2 separate regions of the Oryctolagus cuniculus genome follow, and region 2 is linked to region 1. A link is a contact called in public Micro-C data. All regions are on one chromosome and are shown on one strand. The core of a region is the stretch at or near the end of the contact, and the rest is flanking DNA. Distances in the headings are between cores, read along the strand shown.

What was found. Hi-C and Micro-C count contacts between places; a contact is called where the count stands out from the background.
Region 2: a Micro-C map of ear pinna shows a contact between it and region 1, with 8 times the contacts expected there. The contact joins the enhancer-like site here to the promoter of IL6ST in region 1. A contact is called at or near these places in 3 of 6 Hi-C or Micro-C datasets (ear pinna, psoas muscle and an unstated tissue).

Annotation. Positions count from the first base shown.
Region 1 is chr14:76,742,055-76,749,273 of mOryCun1.1, reverse strand. It overlaps IL6ST (interleukin 6 cytokine family signal transducer), which reads left to right and starts at 4,335. Exons shown (of 17, transcript XM_008262226.4): 1 at 4,335-4,575.
Region 2 is chr14:76,930,243-76,937,461 of mOryCun1.1, reverse strand. All of the region lies in intron 2 of ANKRD55 (ankyrin repeat domain 55), which reads left to right. Among named protein-coding and RNA genes, the nearest start is that of ANKRD55, 28 kb to the left of the region's middle. Within about 2 kb of position 4,716, at least 1 of the 8 cell types and tissues checked has an H3K27ac peak or open chromatin away from gene starts, as enhancers often do.

The DNA.
Region 1 (7,219 bases), core at 3,086-5,585:
GGATCTGTTTTTGGTGGCAGAATTTGGTTCTTTGGGCTTGTAGAACCCAGAACTTCAGCTTCTTGCTAGCTGTTGGTAGAGGTGGCCCTCAGTTTCTTAAATCTTTTATTATTTTCACTTGAAAGGCAAAGTGAACAAGAGAGATATGATATCTCACATCTGCTAGTTTATTCCCCAAATGTCCTTAACACCTGGGCTGGGCCAGGTTGAAGGAAGGAGCCCAGAACTACAACTAGGTCTCCTACCGCGACTGCCAAGGGCCCAAGCACTTGAGCCGTCATTCTCTGCCTCCCAGATGTACAGCAGCATGGGAACAGAGGTACCAGGACTCCAAGCAACACTCTGACATGGGACGTGTGCATCTCAGGCTGCAGCTTAGTCTGCTGCCCCACAACCTCCACTCCTGTTCTCAGCTTTTTAATACATGACTCTTTTTATATGGAAACTCAAACATGGTAGATTACATCACCAAATCTAGCATGGGAGAGGTAGGCATCACAATCTGTTGTGACACAGAGCCCACAGCATTGCACAGGGGAGTGAGAGATACTACCAAGATAACCACTCTAATCCTTTGTCACCCAACCACGGGTATCCCTTCACAGTCGAGAAGAAATCCCATGAGCACCACAAGGAAGCAAGAGGGCATGGAGTTCACCCTAACAGTCTGTCTGTCATGAACCTGTACATCAAAATAATGATTCTTGTAATTGGACATGTGTTAGGTTAGCTTTGTTTCCAGTTTCATTTGACTCTGATTAAATTTTACTTATTATGTGTTGATTACAGAAAGTGATCATTCCCTAAAATCCTAAGACCCACAGGGTCAATATTCAGAAAATTCCAACCTTTTAGGAAGTACTTTCATTTAAGTGTTGCCTTTTCATTAGGCACTGCCATATTCCCTTAAGAAGACAGACGCACATTTGCCTAACCCATTATATAATATGGTTAGTGCTGTATCTTTATCTAAATCCTATATGCCAGACTAGAGAGTGTTAGCTGGATAGAAAGTGGAGCAGTTGAACCAGCACTCATATGGGATGCTGACATCACAAGGGGTGGCTTAGCCCACTGTGCCACAAGCTGGCCTCCAAAATAACTGTTTGAAAGACTCATACTGGTACCTTTTCACCTATGTGGTATTGGCATAAGTGTCAGAGTTGGAGCCAAGGAGCCTCTTTGGTAACTCAGAACAATCTTCCCAGGAAGATAGATGCAAGGAGAGTTAACAAAGGAATGTCCTTGCTTCTCGAATTTGCTGGAATGGTATTCTGAAGCAAGCGCAGGCCATTCTAAGGCTACACTCCTGACACCTGACCTCCTTTTCCTGCCTGAGATTCTAGGAATAGGGTGTACCTGGCAGCTGCTGGCACTTTTACACTGGCCTCTTCTTTGCTAAAGCCAAGCTTTATGAAACAGGGTAACACGAGATCATGGGCCAGCTTCTGGCTGTTTGGAGGGGTTCCCTGGAGGTCTCCAGGAGTAAGAAGCTAGACCCATTCCTTTTCAGTCTGCATCTATGTTTAGCCTTTGTACAGAACAGTACTTGTTTCATTCCAAACTCTCTTGCTCTGCTCTAGTTACTCATTAAATGAAATAAAATAAGCACATGCTACTACTATTAAAAAATTCCTAACTCCTTGATTTTAAAATGATAGGCATCAAACTACGGTATTCAAAGTCTGAGCAGAGGTAATCCAGTAACTGAAGGGGTACAGGAGGGACCTTTCGTAGTTCTGCTTGAGTTTTGTTTTTGATCAAGATTCTAGTTATGTGAGTGTGTTCAATTTGTGAAATTTTTGCAAGTTGTACTCTTATAGTATATGTATGGTTTTTTATATGCTTTTTTGGTAAAACTTTTGAAATGGCAGTTATGTTTCTTAGTCTTGTTGCTACACAGTGAATTTTGCCTTTTTTCTAGCTTGGAAATTAAGTAACTACATGATTTACATTCATATTTCATCCCAAATTTATTTTATTACCTGGATTATAATATAGCTTAACCTACTTCATTTTGATACTTATATTTAATTCCTGACTTTAAATTTGGTTGTGATTTAGATGCTGTTGAATTACAAAGGTTTTAACCTATATAGCAGCTGCCCCCAATTCAGCACTGAGTTAACATTTAATTGTTAAATCTCTAAGATGTTTAATGGTAATAATGAAAACCATCAGACAGGAGACTGAACTTAGTAGGAGTAGGATTAAGAACATAGGAGGCCAGTGCCACGGCTCACTAGGCTAATCCTCTGCCTGTGGTGCTGGCGCCCCTGGTTCTAGTCCCGGTTGGGGCGCCGGTTCTGTCCCGGCTGCTCCTCTTCCAGTCTAGCTCTCTGCTGTGGCCCCGGAAGGCAATGGGGGATGGCCCAAGTGCTTGGGCCCTGCACCCACATGGGAGACCAGGAGGAAGCACCTGGCTTCAGATTGGGTAGCGGCCATTTCCGGGGTGAACCAACTGAAGGAAGACCTTTCTCTCTCTCTCTCTGTCTAATTCTGCCTGTCAAAAAAAAAAAAAAAAAAAACACCACTGGAGGAAGAGTTAGCTTTTCAAAAGAACAGACTTTTCTTCCTCTGAGCAAGAGGGAAAAGAGGAGAGGGCTAAATCTATATAGCAGCTGAATCCTAAGTTGGAGAAAAGTTAAGGATAGTTTGTATTTTTCTCGGAAGTAATGAAACAAGGTTCTGTACTAAGAACCAATGTGGAGATGGGGCTGGTAGTTCAAGGAAAAGGGAAACAGGAAATAGATTGACAACATAAACGTGGCTGAAGGTCAAAGGAACTGAAGATGCTTGCCGATACAAAGGCTCCCATTGCTGAGGAAGATAAGAAGAGGTAGGAAATAACTGGTACATTAGGAGAACAAAGACTGGAGGTCACACCCAGGACAAACTGCAGAGCTAATGGGATTGAGGACACAATGGAGGGAGAAGGGTGAGCAGCCAAGGGGACAGAGAGGGACACTCACAATGCAAAACTTGGGAGGTGGAGTAGCTTCACTCGATGACTAAGTGAAAGGTGCGGCTCCACCTCTGGGCTACTTGGACTGAGTGAAGTTGAAGACGACTGGGGAAGAAAAGGAGGGGAAGTTATGCAGTCAGGGTGCTGAAATCATTACTGATGAACAACATGAGGACGCACCGAGACTGACAAAGAGTTTCAGAAACACCACAGACAAGGAAGTACATGGGATCAATCTGATCACATTGTGTAGGTTAGATGTAAGATGACAGCGAGCAGCAAAACAGAATAGGATATCAGGAGTAGCAACAATTGCCAAGTTTTGACTGCTTTGGAAGGCCCTTTCTACTAAAAACTCCTGTTTCCCTGAGTCTTTCTAGTAAAAGCTCCCTGATCAGCAACTATGAGATCATAAGTGATCTGTTTATTCCATCTGAATCCTCAACATAATGAAGAACCTTTTAATTATCTATTAATTTGTAGGTATAATTTATCATGAAGCCATTGCAGCCCTCCTCGAGACAGCCATTCTTCCACAAAAGACCCCGGTCCTGATTGTCTTTCTTCACACACACACACACACACACACACAGCATCTTTGAAGTTTCTCATTTGCTTTGGCAAATGCACATTAACCAACGTGAGCCTTTAGGTCTATATTCCAGGTGGGGGTAGGAGGTTGAATCATGAAGAAATTGATTTTTACTTTTTTTTTTTCTTAACTGGGGAGTGCAACACGCAAAGAAACATCAGTTTCTTGGTAGGTCACCCTCTCTGGATTCTCTTATCACTCATACCCAAAGTCACTAACTTAAAAAAAAAAATTACACCGTGGCAACACTTATTTACATAAAACCTGGGCCGAAGCCGCCGCCGCCGCCACTGTCGCCACAATCTCGGCCACCGAGTCCTTCACTTTCCCCACGGGACTCTCGCGCTTCCCGGTCCCTCAGGGAGACACGCTGTCCCTCGCGGCCCCGGGTTCCTCAGGGAAGGCCCGGGACGGAGCCGCGAAGGGAAGCCGAGGGCGCCCTGGTGAGAAGCGAGGGCGGGAGGTGCGGGCGGGCAGCACCCGGGCTTCGGTTCATGACCCGTTATTCCACGGAAAAATGGAACATTCCGCTCCTTCCGCCCGCAAAGGGGAGGCGGGGGAACCCTTCGATCTCGTCTGGGAGAGGCGACGCGAGCGCAGCCGCCAGAATCCGGGACGCCGGGAGCAGCGTTACGGGAATCGCAGCCGCCCGGAGTCCCGCCCCCTCGTCGTGGAGCAGCCGCTGGGCCAATGCCTGGGGGTACCCGGACTCGTAAGGACCAATCAGAACCCGGGCCCCGACTCTGGGGGCGGGGCATGGAGGGGGCGCCGCGGGGCGGGGTTAGGGGGACGCAGCGCCCCGTCGCGGTAGAAGATCGGCGCGTCGCGTCCTGGGGAAGGGAGCCGCGAGCTGTCCGGCACCGGGGCCGACAGCCCAGAGGCCCGGGAAGTCGTCTTGCGGCCGGCTGAGTAGGGGGGCTGCCAGGCTCGCCCACCTGACGTCTTGGGTCTGGTCCGGCCTGGCGCCGACGGAGAGTCAGCCGTGGAGTCGCAGAAGAGCGAGGCGCCGCGGCCTGAGGTGAGGACGGGCCGGGACCGGGTGCAGGGCCGAGTAGCGGGCGGGCGCGGGCGCGGGCGGGCTCGGGCGGCGCGGACCGGCGAGCTGCGCTGGAGCGGGCCTCTTCCTTCCCCGGGAGAGGAGCGCCCGGCCGCGCGCGCACCCCGAGGTTGTCAGTCCCAGCCTGGAAATCCCCACATTCCTTCCCCTCTCTGCTTCCACCCCCTGATTGGACTTCTGCAACTTTGTCACCTCGATTCCCGAATCCCAAGTACAGACCTTCCGCCTGCCCTACGCACACCCTGTTAAGCTCCCTTCAAGACTGGACCCCTGCTTGGCGCCCCGACCTCGTTTCTTCCAGCCCCCTCTCCGCCGCCCTTTAAATTCCACGAGCCCCGCACTTGACTCCGAATCTCAGGCCGGAGGTTGATTCCCCTTCCTCGTGGCCGTCTTTTCATCCTCAAACTGTAATGCTTCAACACCGTTTGAAGTTCGCAGCGCTAGTAATCACGTTAACGAACGTTGCTTGTCTGCCTTTGAGGTCTTTTATCCACCCTTCCCGACATAGCGCTGTAGCCTAAGGAGAACAAATCCATGATCTTTTCATGTGTCTCCTGCTCCCCTAGGCTTAAAGGTTACTCCAAGACCAAGGTTCTGCTCTTCAGTGGGTGAACTGCATCTTATTCATAACCTCAACCCACCCCCAAAATTCACAGATCAGAAATGAGACTTGCCGTTTTTATTTATTTATTTATTTATTTTTTGCCTAAAGAAGGAAGCCGATTGTGATTTAATTTGTGTAGTTTTGGGCAGTTATACCGCTTTACAATAATTTATAACGCAGTTATACCGCTTTAAGATAATTTATTGGTAGAGTTCCAGGACAAATCTAAAAGATTGCGGTATTTGGTTTAGTCAGTGCTGTAAACAAACCCTTTAGACTGTGTGTGACTGCCAGCTTCAAGTTGGAGCAACTCTGGATTTGAAATTATTGACTCGGATAATCCTGCAAGTTAGTCACCATTATCTTCATTTCTTAAATTGAGGTTAATACCTATTGGGAAGTACAGATGAGAATATTACAAGAACCAACTTGATAGGAAGGTAAATTGGGAGTTCCAGCTGTTTCTCTTTAGCAATAATTTTGAACATTTGGTTTTAATTACAGGTGAAAGGGAAAGATTAGAAGGGAGTGTCAAAAATTGTAGTGAAAATTTTCTTTCAAGTCTGTATTATTGACAACAGTAGTTTAGTTTTCTCATTGGTAATTTGGAGCACTGTACTGCTGCCAGCCAATTTATTAGAGTATATTCTTACACAATTAATAGTGTTGTTCTCACGAATTGTTGTTTTTAGGTTTTTTCCCCCAATAGGATTTGCATAGCAGTTAAATATTAGAGTGAATGTTGATTATTACATTCCTGTGAAGTAGGGTTGACAACAGGTTAAGTAAAATTGATTGATAACAGTAAAATAAATGCCTATGTGACTCTGTATCCTATGTGCTTAATCATTTTGTCATACTGACACATTTCTCATAGAGATTCCAGTGCAACATTTGGTTTGGAAATTTAAGAGCTATATCCATAATCCCTCTACTATGGCAGGAAGGGTTCCCATCCCCCAAGCTGTTTCAGAGCTGCTCATTTTAATGGGAGTCAGAATTGCCTGGCCTTAGTACAGTTGCAGCTTGGCTCCTGGAGAAGCATGGAATGTTCTCATAGGCTTCACCGTTCGTGTGATTGCCAAGACAGTATGCTCAAAGTTGATGTTTCTGTTGGGCTTTCTTAGTCTATAGGATCCAGCTGAGCACTTACTACTTTAAGAACTCACAAAGATGCATGAGATGTCATCAAATCTAAACATAATTTGCACAAAATTGGATTGACTTAAAAATGAAAAATCACAGCTTTAAAGCAGTTTTAATTAGATGCTGAGTGATACTGACAATGCTAAAGGTATTTAGAGAGATTGTTGATGGATTGAAATGATCAAAGGAGGTACTAGAGGTCAGCTTTGAAATCTGAGTGAGATTTGGATAAAGGGAAAATGAAGAGTCCATTCATAATGTAGAATATATAGGGGTATAATATAGCAGAAGATACAGAACATGGTAGAGAACCAGCCGGTGGAAAGGGTCAGTAGTAACCAATACATGTTAATTATATAGCCAGGACATATTTAAAACTTACTTTGTGTCAGTCACTATTTTGAATACTTTGCCCATATTAATACATTTAATTCGTATAGCCTTTTAATGTGGCTCTTGCTGTCTTTCTTTTTAATGCTTTTTTTAAACACTTATTTATTTGAAAGAGTTACAGAGAGAGGTAGAGACAGAGAGAGAGGTCTTCCATCTGCTGGTTCACTCCCCAGATGGCCGCAACGGCCGGAGCTGCGCCAATCCGAAGCCAGGAGCTTCTTCCAGGTTTCTCACACAGATGCAGGGGCCCAAGGACTTGGGCCATCTTCCACTGCTTTCCCAGGCCATAGCAGAGAGCTGGATCAGAGGTGGAGCAGCCGGGACTCGAACTAGCACCCATATGGGATGCCAGCACTTCAGGTCAGGGCGTTAACCCACTGTGCCACAGCGTCAGCCCCTAATGCGTTTTTAAAATTATTATTTAAGAGAGTGCCCATCTAGTGGTTCACTATCTAAATGGCC
Region 2 (7,219 bases), core at 3,467-5,966, 190 kb before region 1:
GGGAGGTTGGGGGAGGGGGAGCCACAACAATACAAAAGTTGCACTTTGTAAATTCACATTTATTAAATTAAAAAAATACTGGAAAAAAATTTAAAAAAAAGAGCAGAAACCAAAACTAGATGCAAGCATGATTGTGTTTTTGTAAAGAAAGAATACAGGTGTGTAGCTCCAGCACTATGCTGTGGACTGCTCCTTACAGGTTGTGACAATGCTGCACTATTTCTAGGCCTCTTGGATCAGTGGAGACTGTGCCATCCTGGCTGCTCTAGCCACTCCCTAGGAGCACACACAGCCCCATGACCCAGCGAGTGAGAAGCTGTTGACCCTGCTCCGGCAGGTAGGCCTGCCTTCTCTCTTGGTGGTGGGCCCTACCAAGCCAGCTGTCACATACTCTAAATATCACCCTTGACCTGGGCCCTTATCATAGAAAGGAATTCTTTGGCAAGAAGTAGGGAGCCAAGAAAAGGAGAAATGTGCTTAATAAAGGAGCAAAATAATAGCTTTGGTGTTTTGGTGTGAGGCAAACTCGGCAAGATCCCAGAGGATGCCAGCCATTTTTTTTTTTTCAAGTTTTATTGGGTTCCAATCCACAGAAAGATCACAGTGTGGGAGATTAGGGATTTGCATCACCAGCCTGGTCCTGCCCTGTCCAACCAGCACACACCACCCCCAGGCTTGTCGTGTTCATGGCCTTTGGATTGCGTTACTGCTGCTTTTTTCGACTTGTCCATTGCAGATGCAGGACTGGGGGGCAGGAGGCTGTTTAGATGCTGCAGGAGAGATGCAGAGAGCGGAGGCTCAGGATGGCCCTCAGAAAGGCCAGATCCTTTGGGTTTCCAAGCTCTGCCTCCTGCATGACGTTATGGAGGCCACGGAGTGAGGGAGGGTCCCAGAACAGAGGTGGGGCAGGGTGAGACCCATCCAGCCAGGTGAGTCAGGTCCATGCAACACTCCAGTACGTCAACAGTGATGAGCTTTGAGTATATGTGATTTTTTGTTCTCTTTTAAAAGAATATTTGTTTATTTTCATTTTACTTAGAAGGTAGAGAGAGAAAAAAATCTTCCACTCCCCAAGCTTCCCAAACAGCCGGGGTTAGGCCAGGCTAAAGCCAGTGGAACTCCATCCAGGTCTCCCATGTGGATGGCAGGGACCCAAGTACTTGCTGCCCCCCAGGGTGTGCATTAGCAGGAAGCTGGAAGCCAGGCACTGCAGTATGGGATGCAGATGTCTTGAGTGACACCTTAACCACTACACCAAATACCCACCCCTATTTTCTTGGGCTTATCTGTATTTTCATAACTCTTGTAATCCAAAAATATATTATAAATAAAGCACTATGCACAATGGCAATGCAATTAAATTCAGATACCTGGTTATTGGACTCAGGCATCAGGTTTTGTTTGTTTTAAAGCTCCCAAACTGATTCTATTGTACAGTCGATGTTAGATCCAGGGGTGTAGTCAACTCTCATTTTACAAAACAGATACCTATGCCCAGAGTAGTAGTTCACACCAGCACTTGGCTAAGATGTTTGATCCAGGTGTAACTGAGAAATCCAATCTTATTTAGTGAGAAGTCATTTCTTTTGTCGCTTTTTTAGTGACATGAAATTACCTACTCACAGCTCTGATGATACTGTAGGAACCAGTTGTGCTTACAGCACATGGCCATATGTCCGAAGGCTGAGGATCCTGCTCCCTGAGCTCAGCTCTGCTTCCAAGACCAGCAGCCTGCCTTATAAAATTGTGAAAGGACAGAAATTCCTGATGCCATCATTTTCCTAATTCTACGGCCAATGGTTATGAAGAATGGGCCTTTCTTCTTTTTTTTTAAGGATGTTTATTTATTTATTTGAGAGGTAGAGTTACAGACAGAGAGGGAGAAACAGAGAGAAAGGTCTTCCATCTGCTGTTTCACTCCTCAAATGGTCACAATGGCCAGAGCTGTGCCAATCCTAAGCCAGGAGCCAGGAGCTTCTTCCAGGTCTCCCATGAGGGCGCAGGGGCCCAAGGACTTGGGTCATCTTCTACTGCTTTCCCAGGCCATAGTAGAGAGCTGGATTGGAAGAGGAACAGTTGGGACTCAAACTGGTGCCCACAAGGGATGCTGGCACCGCTGGTGAAGGCTTAGCCCACTACACCACAGCGCCAGCCTCAGGCCTTTATTTCTTATATTCACCTCCTCTTCGATTTGCCAGTTGGGAGAAAATGTGCTAATAACTCAATAAGCACTTATTTACCAAGAGTCTATAATACTTTCAACATTGCTCTTGCTTGCACTATCTTAAGTTTGGGATTTTTTTCTTCTATAATTAAGGCAAAAGCAAACAGCCAAAATAGGCATAAATTCAATTCTAGAGAGGTAAAAAGATGGACAGTCATTCAACAAGTTGGGTTTTAGCCTCTTCCTTTTAAAAAACAACTACAAATCCAAGCAAGGTACCCCGCAATGACCCCATTGTCGTGAGAACACATTGTATTTCTATGTTTGTAGAATTTCTAGGAACCCTCATTACAATCACCCAGAAACTGCTATTGATCTGTGACTGGGTGGAAAGCACACTGGGCACTTCAAAGGGTCAGCGAAATTTTAAAGAAAACTTAAAGAAGGAAGAATCCTGTCCGATCTGAGAATGCATCGTTAACAAAGAGGAAGGAAGCAGAGTCAAGACAATGAGCGCATTCATGGAGAGCCAGACGATAGCAAGCAGCCACCGCAGGGCTTCCGGGACGTGCAAAGCTGGAGAGCCGCACACTAACTGGACTTGTCCAATCGCTGGCACCGGGCCAGCTGCCCAAACTACATTTGTTTTCTGAAACTATTTCCGAGAGAGCAAGACACTAGGGGCAGTTTCACACATGGCCGCAGGACAAGACCCCCTTCTCCAAATCACTCCCAGCCCAGTAGCTGTTGTTCTTGCAACGATCGACAATCTGTTGTTTATTTCTCTACAAACGTGAGACACATGGAACGTGAATCATGAAGGAAACCTAGAGGTCAGCCTTGCACACCTCACAGCTGTCCCCTCAAGATCATCTCTGAGGAACGTTTGGTCCCACCTGGGGGTGATGAGGGGCACACCAGCTCCCAAGGTAACCCCACCTACCACTCAACAGTTCCAGAGACCCAGAAGTCCCATTGATTCCAATCTGTACCCACCACAACTACTCTGGGTCTGCAGAAAATAATCTTAAACAGTCTTTCCCTGCATTTTCCATAGCTGAAAACAGCTGTCATGTCCAGCCAAGTCTGTTCTTGTCCAAACGAAACAAACCCTGCTCCCTCGCTCACTCCTCACCTTCCAGGGTTCCCCAGTAAAACTGTGACTCCAACACCTGCCATTTCTAGGAAGAGAAAGTGGTTCAGAAAAAAGGAAGAGAAATTGGAGGAAGCGTGTTCAAAATAGCATTTGACTTAACTTTTAACTTCCTAAAGCCAGGTAGGCTAACATAATCCTCTACAAGATTAAGCTTTTTTTTTTTTTTTTTTGTCAAAAAAGAATCATTTGAGATGGAGAGACAGCAACTGAACGCCCATCCACTGCTTGCCTTCTCAAATGCCTTTAACAGCCAGGACTGTGCCAGGCCAATGCCAGGAGTTGGGAACTCGGCCCAGTTCTCTCACATGGGTGGCGGGAATCCAATCACTAGAGGTGCATCCCCTCTGCCTGCCAGGGTCTGCATTGGCAGGGAGCTGGAGTTAGGAGTGAGAGCTGGGCATTGAACCCAGGTACGCTGATACTGGGTATGGATATCTTCACCTCTAGACTAAATGCCCGCTTGTAATTTAAGATTTCTCCCTTCCAGTGGGGCAAAGAACTCCTTGACGCAATACTTCAACATCAGAACGATTCCTGTGAAACCCCAAGTGGATGAGAAACTCCACATCTTTATGCACACTGAATTGATCAATAAATCCATTCAGTACCTGCGCCCCAAGTCCATGTACATTAAAGCTTGAGACTTTTCTAAGGATTAGTAGCACCAGAATGAAAGTGGATTCTATGAGGGCACATTGTAGAGAGGCATCTTTACCCAAGTTTATCACAGACATGCTTCTTTAAATAGAAAATTCCATTTCCCAGGCCCCCTGCATCTAGGAGAGATGCTAACCATGGACCAGCATTCACAGCCCAGAAGAAGCAACCCCAGGAACAGGGATGCTGGGATTCAAAGAAATGCATGTGTTGCATCACAAATCTGGTTATGGCTGTGGCCAGACAGCTTCCCTTGAGATAGCACTGTTGCAAGACTTCCTCCACACAGAATGAAGGATTCCTTGAGTGTTGGTTCTCTCCACTGTTACCTGCAGAAAGCTTGGAGCTACTTTTCTCTTTAAAACGTTAGAAAGAAACTTTGCTTTCCATGTTACTGGCACTTTAAAAAGCATTCTTAAAGTCTGAGGCGATATACCCTGAGGGACTTGGGCAGAAAATTCGAGAAAGAGCAAAATCTTCCAGCTTATAAACCCTCTGCATTCCACTGCTTAGGCACAGGGTCTCATTAAGGCGAAGGGAGACAGGGGTGCCTAGCCGTGTCAGCGTAGACATGTGGATAATATCCATTGAGATGCCTGGGAGACTTCCTCTGTGTGAGGCTGCATGGGAATGTATTCTGTTAGCTCTCAGAAGAGCCCTGCAAGATAGGCATGATTCTTGTCCCATTTGACAAATGAAGACTAGGCATGGAGAGATTAAGCAACTCACCTCGGATCACGTAACTAGGAGGTAGGTGGCAGCACCAGGACTCAAATGCTGGAGGTTAGGTCCCAGAGCCTAGCTCTCGCCTTTCCTCTGTGTCGCCTCCATGCAGTGTGTCACACGGTATCTCTGATGAGAGTCACATGAGACTCATTTTGTTTCAAAGCCATTCAGCTGTACCAATGACCTTAAACTTGTTCCAGCATGGCCAGGGAGTTCCAAACTGACTGGTAATTCTACCTAGCAGAACTGGCAGCAGCCTGGCCCAGGGCCAGGTCAAGGCCCACAGAGGCTCTTAATCACCAGTGGGTGGCAATGTTGTCACATGGAGCCATCAGGGTGCAGCGGAGGCCTGGCACCCTCCCCAGAAGCTGGGAAAGCCTCGCCACCTTATGGGTGGCTGAATCTGGGTAACCCCCAGGATGCAGCCTTCTTCCAGAAGCATCCAGGCTCCTTCTGCAGGAAGAGAGGGGAACACTGGCAATTATGGGATTCTTCCCTTGTCCTGCCATCACTCCCAGGGACGTCTCGATTGTAAGATCAATGTCTTCCCACAGGTCGTGCATGTCCTGGAGAGATTCCACCACCTTTGTGCCTACAGTCATACTAGCCGGTTGTAGATGTTGATAAATGGGTATATGAATACTTTTCAGTTCCCCAGAGGCAATTTCAGACCAAAAAAGCTTATCGGGATCCTCTGTAGTTGTTCCCAAGTGGATCTGGATGTGGTTGGTGCATTGGGTGGGTCCTCAGAACAGACTAGACTGCAAGCAGCACCCCCTGACAAAGCCCAGTCCACGCTCTTTAAACGGCGATCAATACTCAATCCGCTCTCACACCGGCCTGGCCCACCCACACAGGGGCACAGTTTGCGCAGAGCAAGTGCCAAGGTGGTCTCTACATAATTTCAGCAAAATGGCTCCTGCAACTGATACATTCCAGAGCTGTCCCAAAGAAAGCCCCAGTAACCACGGGCAGAGCCGCTTCCCCTTGTGCAAAACTGAGCAGCTCTGAGGAAGGTCCTCAGATCCCAAGCATTTCTCATGGCCGGGCTTGCGTGCATTTGAAATCCCTGTAGCAGCCGGCACCGCGGCTCATCCTCCGCCTTGCGGCGCTGGTACACTGGGTTCTGGTCCCGGTCGGGGTGCCAGATTCTGTCCCGGTTGCCCCTCTTCCAGGCCAGCTCTCTGCTCAGGCCGCAGCGCGCCAGCCGTGGCAGCCATTGGAGGGTGAACCAACGGCAAAGGAAGACCTTTCTCTCTGTCTCTCTGTCTCTCTCACTGTCCACTCTGCCTGTCAAAGAAAGAAAGAAAGAGAGAGAGAGAGAGAGAGAGAGAGAGAGAGAGAAAGAAAGAGAAAGAGAAAGAAAGAAAGAAAGAAAGAAAGAAAGAAAGAAAGAAAGAAAGAAAGAAAGAAAGAAAGAAAGAAAGAAAGAAAGAAATCCCTGTAGCATCATGCTGGGCCCTGGGGATTAGCTAGATAATGTATGATGCATCCAGAAATCGAGAAAAAATGCAGCAAAGAGATGATTTCAAGAATACCCACCAATTCCATTTTTGTATAAAAATATTTTTTAATTTTCAAACGATTACTAGGGTAAGAACAGAATTTACAAAACATGTTTTTCTTTCTTTCTTTTTTTTTTTTTTTAGTACATCATCAAATATCAAGCATTTGTTTCCTTGGATATAGATGCACTAGGCTCTGTGTACACTTTTAGTAATCTCCTATAAATTCAAATCTAGTAAATCACACTCCTCTCTCCCCATTTAAGAAAAAAAACAGGCTTGGCTTACTTTGCTGAGTAGAAAAAAACATAAATTCACTATGGAGAGGTTGGAGAATGTAGGAAGTTCTGAAGAATATCTAAGAGATGATTTCCATTGGCTTTTTGATGCCAATCTTTTTACATAGTTCACATATGTAAATAAATTTTATAAAATATAATCTACCTCTCTGCACCTGTGTCTTTTTTCCGATTTCTTCTCATCTCTTCCATTTTTTTTACTTTTGATTTTTTTCTCCATGGGCATCTCTCTTCATGCATCTGTACATAAATTTCTCTATTTAGTTCTTACACAAGTACAGAGACACGAGTCATTCAAAACATACTACTTTCTTAACTGCATAGGAATAAAAATAAATGATGAACAGATAGTCGGTAGATAGATGATAGACAGATAGATGGGTTAGGAAGGATTGATGTAGCTTTCTTGGTTATGTTAAGTGGGTTTGTGACCTTCAGTAGAAAAAAAAATTTCCTGCCCCAACTTTAGATTCCATAAGAACCACAAGTCATTCTTCTCTTTGTACCTGTTATTCCTAAGCCACCCTTCCTCATTTCTGGAAACTCTGCACAGGGCCCACGATCAGGCCTAATTATTTGTATTCACCACCACTTAGATGGGCTGCTTCCATATGGTCTCTAAGGAAGCTCCTCCATTTCCTTTTTCCAACCACTTGGCAGTTCTGTACCACATCTCAGGCCTGGAAGGAGCACTGCAGAACATTCTGTTCTG